2 separate regions of the Zea mays genome follow, and region 1 is linked to region 2. A link is a contact called in public Hi-C data. All regions are on one chromosome and are shown on one strand. Each heading gives the region's core, a stretch centred on a gene start, on an enhancer-like site or on the middle of the called end of the contact. The rest is flanking DNA. Distances are from core to core; before and after follow the strand shown.

The links. A called contact is a pair of places that touch in the nucleus more often than the background predicts.
Region 1: a Hi-C map of ear shows a contact between it and region 2, with 1.6 times the contacts expected there. The contact joins the promoter of LOC100281367 here to the promoter of LOC100216700 in region 2. A contact is called at or near these places in 3 of 25 Hi-C or Micro-C datasets (ear, leaf and tassel).

The regions. Positions count from the first base shown.
Region 1 is chr2:9,224,736-9,227,435 of Zm-B73-REFERENCE-NAM-5.0, forward strand. LOC100281367 reads left to right here and starts at 1,282. Exons shown (of 6, transcript NM_001154285.3): 1 at 1,282-1,455; 2 at 1,823-1,936; 3 at 2,018-2,245; 4 at 2,373-2,658. The coding sequence starts at 1,367.
Region 2 is chr2:8,943,666-8,946,368 of Zm-B73-REFERENCE-NAM-5.0, forward strand. It overlaps LOC100216700, which reads left to right and starts at 1,358. Exons shown (of 8, transcript NM_001143106.1): 1 at 1,358-1,473; 2 at 2,041-2,703. The coding sequence starts at 2,128. LOC100283155 (chloroplastic lipocalin) reads left to right here. Exons shown (of 5, transcript NM_001156057.2): 5 at 234-762. The coding sequence ends at 512.

The sequences.
Region 1 (2,700 bases), core at 32-2,531, 280 kb after region 2:
AACAATTTTATAGAATCGAGTGCTTTATCTATTATCTTTTACAAGGCACACGCGTACAATAAGGTTTGGTCGTTCGTGACTTGGATAGTGGTTTTGGTTGCAATTCCGTAATTCTTGGCATAGGATACAGCCCAACCCAGAAAAAAATAATGTTGCGGTCAGTTCTGGCTTTGAGATTCGGAGTACCACGTGGCGTAAAGGCAGGCCGTGTCTTACAGATGAATAAAGGACCTGGGTCTCACGTGATTGGTTTCCAGTTTCGTGCATCAAGATGTGGAATTTTCAAACTGCCGTCGTGTTTGTTTCGTCACATAAAAGCTTTTTGGAAGGCTAAGGAGAGGAAGCCGGCGAGAAGGAGGGGGCGTTTTACGTGTCACTGTCCTGTCGTGTTGGCTGTTGACACGAATCATTTCTTCCGCGCGTGGGAAGAAGAAGATGCACATTAGCGGCCTGAAGTAGAGATGTCAATGGGGAATTCCCCAGCGGGGATTAACTCCCCAGACCCGTACCCATGAACATAGACCGGCCCCCATCCCCGAACCCGAACCCGACCTCGGGTACGAAAATCCTCCCATACCCATTCCCGACCGGGTACTAAATACCCATGGGTATCCATACCCGACCCGATTATTCAAAAATTAATGGGCTTTTTATTTGTTAACCGGCGGACGCAATGCTTGGGACTCTAGGTTTTTTTACTTTGTTGACCGGCTGGCGGCTGGGCTTTTTCCTACAGGCCCAAAGTTGGTCGGCAGCCACTAGGCCACACGTCACAGGCAGCCCACAAGTAAATGTCGTTGGATTGCTGGATGGTGGAATAAAAATCCTAGATGCTAGATTGTTCTGGTTCCGGGTATTTTTCTCCATGGCTAATCGGGTTTGGGTTTAGCCCTCCCAAACCCGAACCCGCCATACCCGATGGGTAAGGGATTTATTCCAAATCTATACCCATGGGGATTTGTTTTAACCCATACCTTAACCCTAATAGAGGAATTCCCCACGGGTAATCGGGTTTCGGGGCCCATTGACATCTCTAGACTGAAGGCGTCCAACTCAAATCATTAAAAAGTGTTGACGCACGCGCTGATGCGCCGGCCGCACAGCACAGGCTGCACAGCCCGTTTAATCAGCGATGGAGCCCCGGCCGTCAGCCAGCCAGGTCCGGCGTCCGGGTCTGCGCCCTGCGGCGTCACTGCTGTCGCCACCGTCTCCGATGGTCCCACATCCATCCAGCGGGCCGCGCGTGGTACAAAAGGCTCTTCCTCGCCGTCAGGTGCAGCTGCCCAAACACCAGACACAGACTCCACCACCCCGCTTCGATCTTCTGTTGCAGCTGAAATCTGTCAGATTCTGCAGTTCATTCCAAATGGCTGCTGCAGCAGAGCACGGCAACTGCGATGCTTGGGCGGCCAGAGACCCTTCTGGGGTTCTCTCACCATACAAGTTTAACCGCAGGTGAGGTGGCTCCCCCTCCTCATTTGGTGCACAACTCATCATCATCATGTTTTTTTATCGCCTTTTCAGAACACTGCTGTCTGTCTTCTCGCTATGCTAGAATTCTTTGGAATAGCTGCCAGTGTTGTTTTCCTTGCCTTTTACATGTACATCATGTTTTTTTTCCTGCCTGTGGAGTGGGTTGATTTAAATCACTAGCAAGTCAAAAATTATTTCTAATTTCTTTCGATCTCATTAAATTCACACAGAACGGGAATAACCGAACACAGCCTAAAATCGTGAAACTGATGCATAGCAGACGGTAGACCATCCGTAACCGTACATATTCATAACGTCTACTATGCCTTCTGGTATTTTTTTTTTCCAGGGCAGTGCAAAGCAGCGACGTTTCGCTGAAGATCATATACTGCGGGGTGTGTTACGGTGACGTTATGTGGATACAGAACAAGCACAACGACTCAGTTTATCCTCTGGTTCCTGGGTAAGAACATGTACACTGAACCCCTAGCTTAGTAGAGCTAGGTAGGGAGCTCGCACTTTATATATCTGTTGGTTCGCGCAGGCATGAGATAGCTGGGGTTGTGACTGAGGTTGGCGCAGACGTCAAGGCCTTCAAGGTGGGTGACCACGCAGGCGTTGGAACCTACGTGAACTCGTGCCGGCACTGCGAGAACTGCAACAGCTCTCTGGAGAACTACTGCCCAGAAACAGTTTTCACTTACAACACAACTGATGCTGATGGGACCATCACAAAGGGGGGCTACTCCACTCACATTGTCGTCCATGAAAGGTAAGCCATGCAGTGTACTGTGTACCCAGTTCGGGTTGTTGATCCCTAGCTACTTCATGTAACCAAGTTCAGTACAGCAATTTCCTGACAAGGCAGAGCTTCCTGTCGACCAATCGACGTTTTTTAGGTACTGCTTCAAGATACCCGATGGCTACCCTCTGGCGCAGGCAGCGCCTCTTCTGTGTGCTGGAATCACCGTCTATACCCCAATGGCGCGGCACAACATGAAGCAGCCTGGGAAGTCGCTGGGAGTCATTGGGCTCGGTGGCCTAGGCCACATGGCGGTCAAATTTGGCAAGGCCTTCGGCCTCAAGGTCACGGTTTTCAGCACGAGCGAATCGAAGAGGGAAGAAGCCATTAACCTCCTTGGAGCAGATAACTTTGTTATATCGTCAGACACGCAGCAGATGGAGGTACTGCACATTGCACAGTTTTCTTATGCTGAAAAATGAAGA
Region 2 (2,703 bases), core at 108-2,607:
TTGTCCTAAGAACTGATAACATAGTCACTGAACTAGCCTAGTTTATTTGTTTTTACCGCATAAAAAATATTTGTTGTATGGATAATTGAACATTGAAAAGTGTGTGCCGTTGAATGATAGTAATATTAAGCGAGTATAAAAAGCATACCTCTATAATGGTAAACACATCTTATCCGATGCACTCGTAATCTGAAACACCATAGGCACTAAAACATCTTTCTGTCATTGATCAGATATACTCAAGAACACCCAACCCCGGGCCAGAATTCATTGACAAGTACAAGTCTTATGTTGCCAACTTCGGCTATGACCCAAGCAAGATCAAGGACACTCCTCAAGACTGCGAGTACATGTCCTCAGACCAGATTGCGCTGATGATGTCGATGCCCGGGATGAATGAGGCCTTGACGAATCAGTTCCCAGACCTCAAGCTAAAGGCACCGGTCGCACTTAACCCATTCACAAGCGTGTTTGATACCCTGAAGAAGTTGCTTGAACTGTACTTCAAGTAAAAAACAGTGTAGCATTGTCCAGTAGCCAATAGCCAATTGCCCAACTTCTCGACTTGGATCTTCAATGGAATGAAGTTCAGTTTATTCTGACGTTTGCTAGTCAGTTAGTTCTTTTTAAGTACATTGTTTTTTTGTCTATTATATAAGAGTGGGATATGTAAGATTAAGATCTGTTCAGCTGTTCTCGGTTACTGTTTGTACAATTGTTCTTTTTCCTGATGTTTTTATACACCATTGCGATTGTCTGTCCCTGGTATGCCATCGCAAAATCACTTACTCCCTCTATGGCATCGAGTTACAAAACTTAACCCTTTTATATTCTATTTTAACTCCCTTATTAGGAGTTTGGTGATGGCCGACCTTCAGTGGTTCATACAGAACAGGGAACGCCAAGGCTGCTGGCTTCACGCCTTCGCATGTTCATGGCAGCAATAGAAGAAGGGTTGGGAACTTGTTTGTGGGCAACAGAACGAATGAGCAGGTCGAGAGGAAGCTAACGATGGCGATTTTATGTCCGGAGAGGCCCGCCGCTCGCCGTCACCAACACCACCCGCAGCCGGTGCTTGAAGCCATCACCAGTACGCCGGCCCGAGGGAGGGAGCACGTGCGCTCGATCGGCCAGCTGAACGGCGTGCCCACGGTCGGCTGGTCTCCTACTCTCCTGGAGCTGGGTCGGCGGCACACGCGCAGCCAGAGCCGCCCTGGGCTCCATCGGTACCGTGGGCCTCCGAACACGTGGCCCACAAGCGAAGAAGCATGGGCCTCTATTCTGAAGGCGACGTTCCCTCGCGTTAATTGTGGTTTAGGTTCCGTTCCCCAATTTTACTTGACGCTCCCTCCTCCCTCCTCCCTCTCTCTTGTCTTCTCCCTTGCGGCGATCCGGATTCCGCCGCAACGGCCCCTCTCGCCTTCTCCCTCGCGGCGCTCGATCCCTCCGGATTGGCGCGTGGAGGGGACAGTGGTAAGAAAGCCATAGTTCATCTTGATTCATTGTCTGTTTACCCATTTATTTGGTGTCAGCTTTCAAATTAAATTTCTCTCTGGGATGGATGCTCCTATAAAGGCTATTCACTTGATGTATGGCGGAGTGTCATGGCGGTTTATTTTCTAATTTGAGGGGTCGACTGGTCACGATGTCCCCGTGTGAAGTTCGTATATATGCAGATGGCAGGGTAGGCATTAAATATACGCATGCGCAGGGGATCAAACGGCCTGTGTGTTGATTTGAGGAATCAAGTTACTCTTATTGGTTACCTTTTACTCTCGCATTTTAGACCAGGAAATATATTTATCTACTGCCTTGTAATCGTTTTGGATCATGTAGCGGCAGCCTCAAAATCTATGATATAAAAAAATGCATTCTGAGAACACTGGATTTCCCACCCTGTACTGCTGTTTTACCAAGACGCAATCTAAACATTGCATTGTTGGTTGCAAATTGTGCGGTGTAGGCGTGTAGCTTCTGTAAATTCTACGCGTCCCTTTTCATTCAGAGGGTGTTTTTTCATTCTACCGCGTCACTTTCCAGGTTTAGAGGAGAGAAACAAGTGCCGATTGACACCAATAGGGTATTCTTACCATTTTCAGATCAGCTGGTTCAACAAAACTAGTAAAGATGGCATCAGAAGGGAACAAAGACGTACCTCATGAAGCTTTGACCGTGGATCACTCATCGATTTCGGGTTCAAAGCGCAAGCGTGGCCGCCCAAGGAAATATGAGTATCCTGTAAATGAACTACCACAGAAGGTACAGCCCATCCAGAGCGCCCCACCTCTTCTTCACTGCACACAAGATGGCTCAAGTCTGGCCAGCCATGCATCTGGTGGCGGTGCTCATGGTAATTGGTCCGCTCAACCTAGGAATTCAGCTAATGCTTCTCTTCAAGGTAATTCTGGCAAAGATGACTTTCTTGGCAAGCATTTTGTGGGCAAGCTGACCAAGAAAGTTCCTGGGTTTTCGCTCATTACGGTAAAAGTGAAGGACAATCAGGTGCTCAAAGGTTGGGTTCCAGATGAAATTAATCTCCGCCCAATAACACCTAAGGATGACCTTGCCCCAGAGCTACCCATGCTGCGACCGAGTCAAGTTCGAAAGCGAGCATCAGCGATCCATATGCAACCTGCTCTTCCTGTGCCAATGCACTTGGAGAATGTTACACTTGCAAAGCCTCTGCAGATGAGGAGACCTGTT